Linked DNA regions of Sus scrofa: all the other regions are linked to region 1. The links are chromatin contacts, called in public Hi-C maps. All regions are on one chromosome and are shown on one strand. The core of a region is the stretch at or near the end of the contact, and the rest is flanking DNA. Distances in the headings are between cores, read along the strand shown.

Region 1 (4,790 bases), core at 944-3,443:
GTTTCTTCCTTTTTTTTTTTTTTTTTTTTTTTTTTTTTTTTTTTTTTTTAAAGGCCGTTTCTGTGGCATACAGAGGTTCCCAGGCTAGGGGTCGAATCGGAGCTGCAGCTGCTGGCCTACATCACGGCCATAGCAATGCCGGATCTGAGCCACATCTGTGACCTATGCCACAGCTTGTGGCAGTGCCAGATTGTTAACTCTTCAAAGCTATCTTTTTAAAGAAAAGATAAAATTTAAACGTAAATTGGCCCAATTCTTCATTTAGCCAAAGACATTTTGCCAAATAGCTTTGACTTTGGGATGCCTGAGGCAATGCAAAACTCCAGACTTTGTCAAACGCATTAATTTGGGGCATTGTCCTTGCCCAGATAGCGATGTATCATCAAGCCTTCCCTCTTCCTGGAACATTCCTTGCTCTTCCACCCTCTCTTCCCTGTGTCCTCCTGGTGAGCTCTGTCCCTCTCCTGGGATTTTAGCCTTTCCACATCCAAGTTAGATGGCCCCACTGAGTTCCCCAAGCACCTTATACTTCCACTTTCATGATATTTATGTTCCATTATCATTACTTGTTTGAAATTTTACCCTGCAAATATGTGAGCTCCGCAAGAGCTGATACCTGTTGTATTTTGTCAAATCCAAAATGCCTGGCACATAGTAGGTGCTTAGTATTAGAAAAAATGAATGAATCCAAATGCATAATATGGTTCTTGCCAAAAAAGTTACTGTCTAGAAAGGGGGCCGTGACAGGTACAGAACTATTTATTGTCTAGAATATTAGGAAAGAGCTGTGGAGTACAGCAAGGAGGTAACAAGAGGACACAGGGAACCTGGGGGAGGCAAGTTCCTGGGGGAGACCCGGGAGATATTCTCAACAGGCTGGAAGGATGGACAGGTAGAAGCAGGACTCAACAATCAGTGAAAGCGAGGCGGGAAAGCTTTTGGTCTTTAGAAAGCTGTGGATTAAGGCTGAGGTGAAATGGGTGATATTTGCTCTGTGGTCATAGCTCTTATTTTTGGCATGGATTCATAAATTGCTGCTATTTAAGTTTAGTGAGTGGCATCTTCTCGTCAAGGCTGTGCAGGTCCATCCACTGAGGAGGCGTCTCCCTTGTCCACCTCCCTCCCCTCCCTGCCTCTGTGAAATCAGAAATCTGGGCTAAGGGGTTCAGGAGAGCATGGAGCACAGAGCTGCTCAGACTTCAGCCTGCATGCAGATCACCTGAAAGATGCAGATGCTGGTTCAGTAGGTCGGAGGGGGGTCTGAGAGTTTGCACCTGTAACTGGCCCTTAAAGGGTGCTCAGACGCTGTCCCCAGACCACACTTTCAGCATCAGCATCTGGGCAGAGCTCGTGCTGTGGACTCAAGAGACCATCCCAGGTGGAGTTGCAGCAACGTGGAGAAGATTCTCCTCTCTATTGATTCTGCCCACCCATCCCCTTCGGGCCTTCGTTCTTAGTTGTGGACAGGTGTGTGGGGGCGCTTTCCTGTTCCTTTACTTTCGCAGCCCAGTTCTTGAGTGCTGGTCCGGTTGTGATCCTCCTTGGGAACGGGAGGTGGCGCCACAATTGTAGTTTTCAGACACTTTGGTTCCTGAAGGACATTATGCGAAGGAAAAGCATTTTCCTGTCCCTCTGAGTGTTTCTTATTCGCTGGCCTGATGAGAAGTTTCTTTGCAGATTGAGCACAGTTTTCCAGTGATTTTTGAAAATCAAGCTGAATTAAGATGTCAAAAACCTTTTTCTTAAAGGTTTTTTAGAACCCTGTTTTTAAAGTTTATGAAATGTTGTATATTCAGGATGAATCACAATTTCTATTACAGGATTCGTGGATTGTTTTAACGTATTTTCATTTCACCCAGAGAAAGTGTTATCTTTCAGTTGTTAATTTTTTTTTTTTTTTGTCTTTTTGCCTTTTCTAGGGTCACTCCCGCGGCATATGGAGGTTCCCAGGCTAGGGGCCAAATCAGAGCTGTAGCCACCAGCCTACACCAGAGCCACAGCAACGCGGGATCCGAGCCGTGTCTGCAACCTACACCACAGCTCATGGCAACGCCAGATCCTTAACCCACTGAGCAAGGCCAGGGATTGAACCTGCGTCCTCATAGGTACTAGTTGGGTTCATAACCCACTGAGCCACAATGGAAACTCCCTAAACCAATTTCTGCAGCCATGAGGAAGGAATGTGCTGAACGGCAAAGCAAAGCAGGGCTGTGGGAAAAGAACTGGAGTTCACTCTGAATGGGAGTCACATTGTAACAGTCACAAAGCTTCCCAGGCAACCACTGGAGAAAAATAACACATGCTAAATACGCATGTCTTATAACAGGTAAAAATTGCGTTTGGGAATGTGTTTATTTACCATTTGATAGAATTGTTCCTTTGTTTATTTGACACAGGTCCTTAGAGGCTATTATCAGCTATGACAAAGGTAAAATGACTTTAGATTTCACAAGTATTAGTCTCACATGAAAGTTAAACTTGGTTAATAATTTAAAGTAGTAAAAACCTGTCTTCAAAGCATGACTGTTGAGTTTACTAACAGCTTTAGGAGATGCTTTAAGGGCCAGGATGAATAATGCAGTGTAATTTGGCCCCCTGGAGGGCAGTAGTTTCTGGATACCAGCCCACAATGTAGACTAGTTTTCTGTGCCAATGCTAATTGTTGATTTTAGCAGCAGCTCTTTCGTCTCAGGGATAAGGATGAATGTGGAAACCCGGGTTGTGGTTAAAATGTGCAGGATCGAAGCTTCCCGATGATTGCAGTGCAGCCTCATTTGGATCTGTAATGAATTCCTTCCCTGGGAACAGCCAGACACCTCATTGCTACCCAGACCCGCTTCACTCCACCAGTGCTTTCATTGGGGGGACGATTTAAATTCCTTAGATTATGAGGCCAGGAATTGCGTAAGGCTGTTGTTATTCCTGGCAGGGAGCGAGCAGCCTGATGAAGCTGCCTGGTCAGATGCCTGCTTGAGGAGCGCGTCTGACCCTCCTGCACGAACCATTTTGTCCCTTGTAGCCCCACGTGAGCAGGAATTCAAGATAATGGCCAGAGCACACTTTTTTTCAGGCCATGCCCCCGTGGCGACCTCTCTTCTGTTGGCTCTGCTGCGAATGCCCGCTCTCTTTCTCTGGTGTGAACTCAGCAACAGCGAACCGTTCAGCCACTCCAGCACTGGCACAGGTCGGTGATGGCAAACAAACCACCACAACCAGCCGGATACACCAGCCACGGGCCTGTTTGCCTTAATTTCTCCCAAGGGTCTCTCTTTCCTTTCAGGCTGCCGACCCTATGAGGATGGGAAGGGGTCTGCCCAGCTCCGAATGTGGTTTTCCAGCTAACTTTGCGTGTTTAGAATTTTATTGACAGTGCTCGGCATTCCTTGGAGCAAAGGAACAAAATGCATGTAGAATTCAGGAGCAGCGGGACGGTGAGCTGAGTTCCCCTTTCAGTGCTTGCCCACTGGGCCTTTGGTGGGACCCCGTGCGGGTGGGGCGCCCTCTGGGAGCGCTCCCTGGACCACATCGGCCCAGCCATCCACGCTCAGGCCTCATTTTCACTCTGCTTAGAATCCTTTCCCTCCAGTTGTGGGACGGAGAGTCTTCTGCCAGATTTTGTTTGCACTGGGACAGAGGACTCCCCACCATGCCCACATTCCGACCGAGGTCGTGAAGGCAGCTGGACTCAGCCAAGCCTGGCATGGCTGCCCTGAAGGAGCTGCAAGCCGGATCGAGACCCAATTCTGCCCCCGGACAGCTCTCAGTCTAGTTTACCTTGAACTAACTCTAGAGACGACACCCCACTCTCTGTCTTACCTCGTCCTTTTGTCCAGTTTTACGAATAATCCAGAGAATTTTTCTTTTCTCCTCTCCAACCCTCACCTGCAGCTCAAAGGCCCATGGGAACGTCCTCCTGCTAAGCCTGCAGGTGCTTGTAGCATCTCCCCTCTTCCCCACAACGTGACACACCACCCATTGCTATGTGACCTGTGATGCCTCCCGGCAGGCAGGGGATTGTCAGGCTGGGTCCAGCGTCTTGCTTGGGCCAGGGGCACAGGCACTGAAGTGACAGGGAGCCACTCCGGACAGAAGTTTGAGACGGCAGCTAAACGATCTGGCTGCCCTAGTCTACCAGTTTTTTGCTTTTCCTTCTACCCTGATCCACGAGGGTCTGTCACCTCTGGTTTGGGTCCTAGCAGGAGATGACATTAAGAAGAGCTGCAACCACAGAGTCAGCCCACAGCCACCAAACTGTAAGTGTGTGGTATCTTTATATTAGTCAAAAGCCACTGAGAATTTTAGGGTCATTTGTTACTGCAGCAGAGTCAGCTAATACAAAGGCCAAACTCTATAAATAACATGTGAAAGACAGAAATAGTCACAATATCCAGTCACCTTTATTTATATAAAAGTATATTAAATAAATTATCTCAATATATACAAACAGAACAGTTTGCCTCTATAAATAGAAAACCCCATATAGAAAACCTTTTAAAAAGTATATAAATAAACACAATGTTGACTATCAACCTTGAAGTACCTTAAGCTGTGTAGGTTGTTGGCAGTCTTATAACAGAAGGGTGAGCTGTCACGTGTTTCATCAACAGCCTTCAGGTCAGTTAAAGTGCTAAACTGTAATGCAGATTAGGAATGTGCCCCCGATACAAGGCTGCCGCGTGTAACACATTCATATAAAAGTTTTGCTAAGTGTTCTGAACCTCCAAAAGTACTCAAAATGAAACAAAACCCCTCAATACCACGTCACACAAGGACAGACCTGTTAGAAAAGT
Region 2 (4,790 bases), core at 1,589-4,088, 460 kb before region 1:
GTGCAATTATGTTCAATAGGTCATTCTGAGGTTTTAATTTCTTACAAAAATAGTCTCTTACCTCTGTTCATTGACCCAGAATTTACTCTTCAAGCTGAAAGCCAAAACACATCATACCATGAATACCACAAGTCTGGCAGTGGTGTGAACTCTCTTTCCCAAACCCTCACTGGGGTGTCCTGGTCTGCAGGGCAGTTTTGCATTTTCTGACATCTAAGCAACGCAGAAACTTCCCAGCCCAGGAGCCGCCGGGATACACCTGGGGAGAAAGGATGGGTGTTTCCCACCCCTGGCTCTCCAAGTCACATTCTGCCTGCTGGGCTTTTTGGGTGGCCATGCTGTCAGATCACCTGGACCTAGAAAATGTGGCAATGACCCTGCTCGGTGGAGTGAAGGCTGCAAGTCTCCCCTCCTCCACTCTCTACGCGAGACTCCTAATCAGCTGCACACTGTGGGAAGGTCGGAATTATAACTACAGCCCAAAGTTAAGAGACTGACTTCCAGCCAACTAGGGGCAAACTTACAAGACAGGAGACACACAGGCACCAGCTCTGGCCCTCAGAGGTCAGGCCTATGAACTATCAGCATCATCAAGCACAAGATCCAAAATTCCATCTGGAAGATTTGTGCTGAGAGCAAAGTCTGGGGTGGCCATTGTTCATTGCATTATTGACTAAATCCTGTGCCCCCTGCTTTTACTTTTGTGTTTGGACAGTGTTCTTCATTTTGCAAACTTCTGGCCTGGCACTGCCTTCTCAGGCGCTGCTTCGGCATCTGCAGTGCGCTATAGTTCACTGAGTTCCTGTGTCCTTCGTTCAGGGGCGGGGAGGGGAAGCAACTGACAATACTCCTAGAAGTAGACAGAATGTTTTATTTCAAAGGTCGGAGATCAGGGGGCCTGGGTCAGGGTCCCTGCTCCTCCTGTCATGCTGCTTGCGCTGATGGGGCTGCTTAGGCTGGCCCAGCCCCGGTGGGGCTTGATGAGAATAGCTGCGGTGCTGGGAGGGCTTCCCTGGCATTGGAAGGGCAGTGATACTGACGACGAGTAGCAGGCAGAGCATGGCAGGTGCCGTCAGCTGGACCACCTGCGGGCTCATGCATTAGTTAGCCCACCGCCTCTCACCTCTCTTGGCCTAGATGTTTCCTTTCTCCTTCGGCTCCATACTCGTCCCTCTCGCTTTTCTCTTTTTCCTCTACTTTCCCCCCTTATTTTCCTTCTTCCCTCAGAACTTCATCTCTCCTTCTTAATGAGTGAAAATAGGAGGCTGTACTATTGGGCAAATGCTATACTCCCTCATTTTACTTGCGGGTTAGACTTTGACTGCTTGGCCAAAACAAAACAAGAGGACGAAACTAAATCGACCCTAAATTGCACTTTACTTGTCTGCGCCTCAGTTGCCTTTTCTACTGGATCAGGCCCTCAAATTAGGAAAAAGAAAAATTTCACTGCCCTGATTGTCGATAAAGCACGAAAGGACGTTATCTTCTGTTTGTGGTGAGCGTTTCCCACAGGATGGAGCGGGATGAAAGGTCTAAAAGGGTCTCTTCTTACCTGCTTCGTATAAGAGCAGGATACGTTTTTACCAAGAAGTCGGAGATGTTCCTGCCGGTGAGGTCTTGCAGAATTTCGGTGCTGCGCTGGATCCTCTGGGGAACGAGACGTGTGCGTTAACTACTGCGGAATGCCAGGCGAAACGTCGAGGCCTTCTCCAAAGACTATTTACAGACTCAGCTGCAGGGAACATACTGAGTAAGCACCGACCTCTCCTGTCCCCATAGCAGCGACGTGGGGTCACCTTTGAGCCCACTCTTTTCTTTAGTCCATTGACGAGATCGAAGGGTTCTAATTTCAGAATAAACCTCCAGTCCACCTGCATCTCTCCAGTTCCACCACTATCTCCCTAGTCCAAGCCTCCCCCCAGAGTCACCTGGGCCTCCCCAGACCCTTCTGAAGGGGTCTCCCTGACTCCCCCCTGACCCTCCACAGACCATTCTCCACTCAGCAGCCAGACTGAGCTTAGAAACGTCAATCGAATGCCCCAGTTGCCTTGCACTCCGCACTCCAAGAAACCCTGGGATCCAGTCCAAATGCATCACCCAGGCTGAGCCCCCTGCTGCCGCCCGCCTCTCCCTCCTCCTCCCCCCAAGGCCCACCTCTCACTCCCCCTGCAGCTTTGCACCTGGCGCGGCTCCCTCTGCCAGACCATCCTCCCTGGGCAGCCTCTGTGGCTAACTTTCCTCATTCAAATCTCTCCGCCAAGTTTACTCCGCAGCGGAGCAGTTTCCAGCCACACGCTGCAGAATTAGCTGCACACCTTCATCTCTCTCTGAAACTTTCTTTCCAACGAATCTGTTTACTTGTTTTGGTCTGCCACCCCGTATGATACAATTGCTGTGAGAGCCAGGACCTTCTCTGACTTGTTAGCTGTGGTGTCCCCAGCACCCAGAGGAGCAGCTGGGGACCTAGGTGGCTGACACAGTAAATTGTGACATGAATGAGAGAATTCGAACAGGGGCTTACCATTTCCAAATCACTTTCAAAATGTGTCTAGAACTGAGTGGGTCAAAAGATTTTAGAGAATTCAAAAGTGCATGAGTTTGGCCACGAGGTGGCAACACTACTTTGAATCTGGGACGATACAGTGTTTAGTTTCCGGTCAGTCATGAACCTGGGGTGTCAAGGGTGCCACCCAGCAGCAGCCGAGGAACTTTCCGGCAGGGTTGAACCGCCGTCCTCACACCATTCCTTGCATTTTGATGAGGTTTCTGTCCTTCCCGCCCCTCCCCATCTCGCCCCTTCCTCAGTGCACTTTCTCCACCTTGCTCCTAACACTAGGGGGAGCCCTAGCATCTCCTGAGCTGCTTGCTGTGAGCCAGGCTCTGGGTCAAAGGCTACATACAGCATCTCCCCTAATCCTTCCCTCCTCCGGAAAGAGGAGTTGTTCCTTAACTGACAGACAACCTGAGGTGGAGGAAGGGCGGCTGACTTCCGCCCGGGTGCAGACCTGGTGGGTGATCACCTAGGATCCGATCTGCATTTGTCCGACTGCGCAGCCGGGCTCTCTTCCCTCAGTCACGTGCTTCTCAGGCTGAGCGCGGCCCCCAGCGAACTGCCCAGCTCCCCCCGGCGGACTCTAGGCTGGATGCGAGGCTGGTGCCCGAGAATTTATGATCCATTATTTTCTAAGAGTTCTGTCCCGTGAAATAGTCCCACAACTTGATTATTGCAGAAGGCAGGCATGGAGCACACCCGCCCTCAGGACCCGACACCATTCGAAGAATGTCAGCGAGGGAAGGGGACTGGAGACCAAAGCCACCACCCCATTTCCAGATGAGGACAATTTCCTTCCTGGGAACCAAGCCCAGAACAGGCCCTCTGGCCCTATTCCAGGCTGAAGGAAGAGTGTGTCTGAGTAAGTGTGGTGCGTGGGTGTGATCACGAGTGTGTACACTCACGAAACAGAGAGAGGCACACGGAGCACACCCAGCAGCGTCTGTGGGGACGCCTCTGCAGGTGCTCCCAGGAAAGCAGGAATGACAGCGAGGAAAGGCTGGATGACAGAAAGTCACAGGAACAGATGCGCTCTCTACCCCGGCTGTCGTGGCCTGCTCCGTGTTTTCTTCGGGGACCAAGGACCAGCCACTGAAAGTACATTCCTAAGTGAGGCGAGCAGCCTTAAAGTTAGGATTCGCTAGGGAACAAGTCCTCGTGCAGCCATCTTGGCCTTTTCTCCCTGTTCTAACCGAGAGCTCGCTGCACTGGGTCACAGCCTCAATGCCCTGACACGGGATGTATTTGATAGAAGTAGCCACACGGCCCTCAGCAGACCTTACAGAAGCAAAGCTTCCTCAGGAGTTCCCTTATGGTGCAGCAAATTGAAGATCCGGCATTGTCGCTGCAGTGGCTCAGGTCACTGCTGTGGTGTGAGTTCAGTCCCTGGACCGGGAACTTCCACAGCAGCAGCGAAGCTTCCTCTGGGGTACAGAGAATTGGAACAAGCCCCCACCTCCCTCTTTTGAGATCCCTGTGATGCTGTAATGGACAAGTTCTGATTCAAAGGGAAAATGTATTGCTTGAGAAATAGAAAGGCAATGCCTTTAGCATAAAAAAAGAAAGAGATAAAATGTTCATAAACACGCAATCACTTACAAGCCAGCCAACTGGGACCGATGCTCTGGCAAAATTTAGCTGTCCCCCAGTGCTGCTCTGCCCTTCTGCCAGATGCCACAGGAAGAGACTTTTTTGTTGGGCACCAGGCCACCCAGAGTCAAGACCAGAGGGCCCAGTCTCCTTGGACGTTCAGCGCTGGCCTGTGACGTACACATGAAAGTGCTGTGTGGTAGCGCCTGGAAATCTTCCTTTAAAGATGGTGTATCCAGGAGTTCCCACTGTGGCACGGGAGGTTAAGAATCAGCCTGTAGTGGCTCAGGTCACTATGGAGGCAGAGGTTCGATCCCCGGCCTGGCACAGTGGGTTAAAGAATCCAGTGTTGCCACATCTGTGGCTTGGATTTAGTCCCTGGCCTGGGAACTTCCATATGCCATGGCTGCAGCCATTAAAAAAAAAAAAAAAAAAAAAGAAGGAAGAAAGAAAGAGAGAGAAAGAAGCTGTATCTTATCTTATCCACTGCTAGTGTGCAGCTATCATCACTTGAGTTGAACCTATTTTCTAAATACTACATTATTTCACTAAATTCTCATAATAATGCCAAGAAATAAGTACAGTTGTCCCCAAATTATAAGCGAGGAAATTAAGGCTCAGAGAGGCCAGGTAGCCAACGCACGGCTCT
Region 3 (4,790 bases), core at 1,188-3,687, 440 kb before region 1:
GGCCTGCACCACAGCTCACAGCAATGTCAGATCCTTAACCCACCGAGCAAGGTCAGGGATCGAACCTGCATCCTCATGGATAGTAGTTGGGTTCTTAACCCACTGAACCACAATGGTGGAACTCCCTATCAACTTCTACTTCAAAGACATAAACATCAGAGCAAATACAAGCCCAGGCTGCTGTTAAGACAGCGGGAAATAATCCAGAGGTGGGCTGCTCCTTGATGCCCAGAATAACTTTATAGAATGTTCCCACCCGCAGGAGCGCTCCCGTGGCAGCCTCAGAACACACACACACACACACACACACACACACACACACACACACAAACACGCCCACGGCCCTGAGCGTGGGAAACACCGGGTTTGCCAGCTACAGCCCTGACTTTCTTCAGCCCAAGCACCTGACAGATGCTGCGCTTCTTCGTTCCTCTTGTGGTGGAGGCCTGTGTCCTCCAGCATGGCTTCCGTCTCCAGCTGGGCCTCCTCCCAGGGCTTCCCTTTCAGCTGCGCGTAGAACAGGATGTGCTCGGCCACGGTGAGGCTACAGGGACGGGCGGCGAGAAAGGCAGGCTGCTCAGCACGCCCACTTCTAGCAATTTACCTTAGAGACGTGATCGAGGGCCAGCACAAAGCTTTAGCGATCACGATGTCGTAACAGAAAAAAACAAGACCGAAAAACCTGACCTTGCGAAAATATCTACGAGGGGACGGCTTAAATAGCGCATCATACAACGGACTGGTCTGTATACATCAACACGTACTTTGTAGAAGAAAATGTAATAGCATGAAAAGGTGTTCATGATATCGTAGGTTAAAAAAAGCCATCACGCTTAAAAAAATAGCAGGGTACATACAGCATATACACAGAGTTTACATTTTAAAGATGTATGTACATCTACACATGCGTAACAGAAAGGTCTGAAAAATTACACATAACAGTGGTTCTCTCTGGGGGGTGAAATTAGAGGCGACTCTGTTGTTGCTGTAATCTATATTTCCTTCCTTTCTTCCCTCCTTCCTTTTAGATAAGAAACGCATTTTGGAAAAGAGCCACTGAAAAGCTTCCTAAAAGTCAGTGCGTGATGTCTCCTCTCTGATCCTGAGAGGGACCAGACTTCTGGGCAAGACGGAGCAAGGGACCCGGGACCCGCCTCCCCGACGCAGAGATGGCAGCATCGCTCTTGTGAGCAGGAAGAGCCCCGGAGGCACAGTCCCGTGTTCTAAGGGACATTTTCACCACAAGCAGGATAGGGGACCTTGAATGTGGGGGACAACAAAGAAGAGTGTCGCCTCCTGCCCCCAGAGCGGGCGTCCCTAAGCTGGGCCCTGGAGCACCTGCTGCTGGGGGCAGGGTGAGGGCAGGGCATAGGGCGGGTCTCACTCCCACCCCACTTACTGGTGGAACAGGATGTTGTGCTGTGGACACAAGCCCAGGCTCTGCCGGATGGCATCCAGGCTGGTTTCGATGTCCTTTCCCCCAACGAGCACGGTCCCGGATGTCGGTGGCAACAGACCTGTCATGATGGACCTGCCACATGCAGGAGTCAGTGACGGAAAGGATGGCCTTGGGATAGCAGCCTCCACCCCAGGGTGGGTGAGGGCCCTCAGTGATGCCCGCCCATGCCCCTCAGTGAGCCAGACCATCCCGAGCTTCAGGAACCGACCGGCCCGCGTGGGACTTGGCACCCGTGGGACTCAGCCCCTGTGTGCGCATCCAGGCCCTTAGGCCGTGACCACATCCACCCTTCTTCTCTGCCTCACTTATTCCTAGTGCTCGCAGGCAGGATTCCCGGCTGCCCAAGGCTCGCTTGCTCCGGAGATCCCTCCCCCGCTCAGCCGTCACTGCTCCCAGGGCTGCAGGGGCTCCGGCAAAGGCAGTCAGACACGGGTTTTGTCTGGTGTCACCACGTCAGAGGGCAAGGCCTTGGTGAGAAGCCCAGGCGTCCAGGGTGTATTTGTAGATTAACAGATTGAGGCTAGACCTGGGGGTTCCCACCACGTTTTTCTGGTAAAATGAGAATGTGACTCTCACCTCATGGGGTGGTTGTGAGGGTTAAACAGGGCTAATACGTACAAGGCACAGAGAACTGTGCCCGCAGGAAGAACAACTCAACACCATCATGCTACGTTTATGAAACATTGTGTTTCAGCCCCAGCAACACTGCATTTCACGGTCATGAAGCAATGTGTCTGCCTCGGGGTCCTGAATGGGGCGTCGGGCTCTCTGACCGTGTTAGGTGACAAGGAGAGAAATTAGCTGGGTGGCGGCTGCCCCTCCCAGTCTGGCCCGAGGTCAGACACCCTCGCAGGCCCTCTGAACTTGTCTGCTGATCAACCACTAGAGGGAAACAGAAGCAAGTGTAATGGCCCAGCCCCACATTCCACTCAGAGAACATTCCAGTGCAGGGTGGACACCGCTGTTCCTTCCTGGGGCTCTGTAAGAGGCGTTCACGTGGGTTCCCTGACCCTCGAGGGGGCCCCCCAGCTGCGGCTTGGGAAACCTTGGCTGTCACGTTTCCTTCCAGCAGATGGCGCTCGGCCCCTTCTAAAAGCAGAGGGGCTTCTGGGGCTGAGGTCTCCCCCACAGCCCCTCTGGAGACTGCATCCCTTAACCTCCTCCAGAACTACTACCGAGCCTTCTGGGTGCGAAAAGCAGCGCTCTTTGAAGGTAAGGAGTGCTCTGTAGCTGGAGGCATGGGATGGTGTGGCCACGGCTTGACCACCACCACGACGGCAGGGCTGAAAAGGCGGGAGTGGGGCTGGCATCAGAGACCAGAGACAATTGCGGGAGGACCTGGCTCTTGTCCCCGCAGAACCATTCCAACTTGGTGACCTTGGGAAAGTCACTTCAGCTCTCTGGATGTCCACTCCCCTGGCACACAAAGGGGGCGATAACCCTGCGACGCCACCTCCCGCTTCAACTTCATGTGACCATCAAAGAAAAGCAAAGGTGCCTGTAAACGCTGAAAACTGCGGTGAGCCTTACACTCTCCTGGCGCCCAGACGTCGAGCGCATTTTCATCACCGAGAGGCAGTGCGACAGAGGAGACGGCGGCGCTCAGAGGAAGGATGGAGCCAGAAAACAAGAGACTCACTCACAAGGTGGTAGTTTTCCCCGCTCCGTTGTGGCCGAGGAAGGCGGTGATCTGGTTTTCGTAGAAGGTGATGTTCAGGCGGTCCACGGCCGGCCGGCCATAGGGCTCAAAAGTCTTTACCAGATTCTTCACGCACACGCCGGGGACCAAGCCCGGGAGCTCGCGTTCGAAGAAGCACTCTTGTTGGAAAAACGGACATGGTGTAAATACACCGTTTTAATGAACACATCCCCAAGGTTCTTTCTTCAGCCTACTGTCTTGGGCCCCCACGGCCCTAGGTCTTTGTCAGAAAGACTGCAGAATGATGCGGATAATCACGGCTGCCATTTACTGAGCAGTTACTCAGCCAGGCATTGCTTCAAGTGCTTTGTATGGATTTCCTCATTTCACCCTTAAAACAGCCCTAGGGAACTAGACAGCCCTATGCCCAGTTCTACAGATGAGGAAACTGAAGACCGAGGCTTCAAGAGGCCAGTCAAGGTCACGTGGCTTCTGAGTGGCAGCGCTGGGATTCATGCCAACCCAGAGCGCGCCCTGTCTGTGTGGGGTCAGCCCGAAGCTCAGCCTTCAGTCCCAGGCCCTCCTGTCTGAGGCTGCTGGGCCTTTCCTGGTGGATTTCTTGTAACAGCTCAGGTTTCTCATCGTCCTCCCCAAGCAGTAGTTTCCTTCAGACTCTCCCATGCCCACTCTCAGAGCTGCCTTTCTCTGAGCCACCTTGGCCTAAACCTCTTTGACGGTGACGGCTCGCTCCTCGGAGCTCCAGAGTTTCGCCCGTTAACTGGGGAGGACAGTCCACGCTTCCCCCTCATGTCCCTCAAACTGTCCCTCCGCTACTCTACTCCCGCAGCCCTTCCCCGAGCCCTGCCTCACCGTGCAGGCCGCTTCTCCCTGACTCCACCTCTCCCTCCTGCTCGCCCCCCATGGCCCTGCTTACATTGTATACACTACAGTTCTGAGCCCTCACTCGCCCCACACAGCCCTGCTTATATTTTATATAACATAGTTCTGATTTTTTTTCTGCAAAAAAAAAAAAATCCCCCCCAAAACAAAAAACAATGCTTCCTCTCTCTCTGCCTCCTGGCCTCACGGTGGGACCAGCCCCCAGCCCCCTGATTTCAGTCTTCGAGTCCCGCTCTGGGAGGAGGGTCTTCCCACAACCTCTGCGGACTGGAAACCAGCCCCTTCGGGGCCCCAGGGCTCTGACCTCAGCTTTGTGAATGAAACCTGGGGTGGGCGAAGGGCATGGAGGCCAGACGCAGCCCAGCGGCCTACACCCAGGGTGAGGCTGGCAAGAGCATTTTAGCACCCAAGGGTCAGTTCTAGAGGAAGGCATGGCTTCAGGAAGAGAGCACACGGGAGAAGAGCAGGACTGAGAAGTGAGGACGCAAAGGCCAGGGAGCACTTGCAAACTCGGCCCTTGAGATGAGGAACCATTAGGTGACGTCCATGGCCAGGAGGGGCTTTGGATGGCTTGAATGAATGGCCTCTGGATCTGCAAACCACGACTGGAGTGCGGTCAGCTCCCCTAGACCCTTCCCGCCGGGCGCAGAAGCGTTTATTTTTGTCTTTCCTTATAGCTCATATCCGCTTTGAGTCCCAGTGACCCGCGTTATTGTTCTTGCTAAATCCTCGGAAGTCAGCACGTTTGTGCAACTCCCTCGGGGTTTGCCTAACAAGGGCACAAACACACCA

The links. A called contact is a pair of places that touch in the nucleus more often than the background predicts.
Region 2: a Hi-C map of fibroblasts shows a contact between it and region 1, with 2.7 times the contacts expected there.
Region 3: a contact with region 1 is called in a Hi-C map of embryonic fibroblasts, with 5 times the contacts expected there.

Annotation. Positions count from the first base shown.
Region 1 is chr4:122,837,259-122,842,048 of Sscrofa11.1, reverse strand. It overlaps F3 (coagulation factor III, tissue factor), which reads right to left. Exons shown (of 8, transcript NM_213785.1): 8 at 4,380-4,790. Among named protein-coding and RNA genes, the nearest start is that of F3, 13 kb to the right of the region's middle.
Region 2 is chr4:123,299,724-123,304,513 of Sscrofa11.1, reverse strand. ABCA4 (retinal-specific ATP-binding cassette transporter) reads right to left here. Exons shown (of 51, transcript XM_021090184.1): 31 at 1,553-1,672; 32 at 62-94. Among named protein-coding and RNA genes, the nearest start is that of GCLM, 69 kb to the left of the region's middle.
Region 3 is chr4:123,280,893-123,285,682 of Sscrofa11.1, reverse strand. It overlaps ABCA4 (retinal-specific ATP-binding cassette transporter), which reads right to left. Exons shown (of 51, transcript XM_021090184.1): 19 at 3,103-3,277; 20 at 1,400-1,531; 21 at 405-544. Among named protein-coding and RNA genes, the nearest start is that of ABCA4, 81 kb to the right of the region's middle.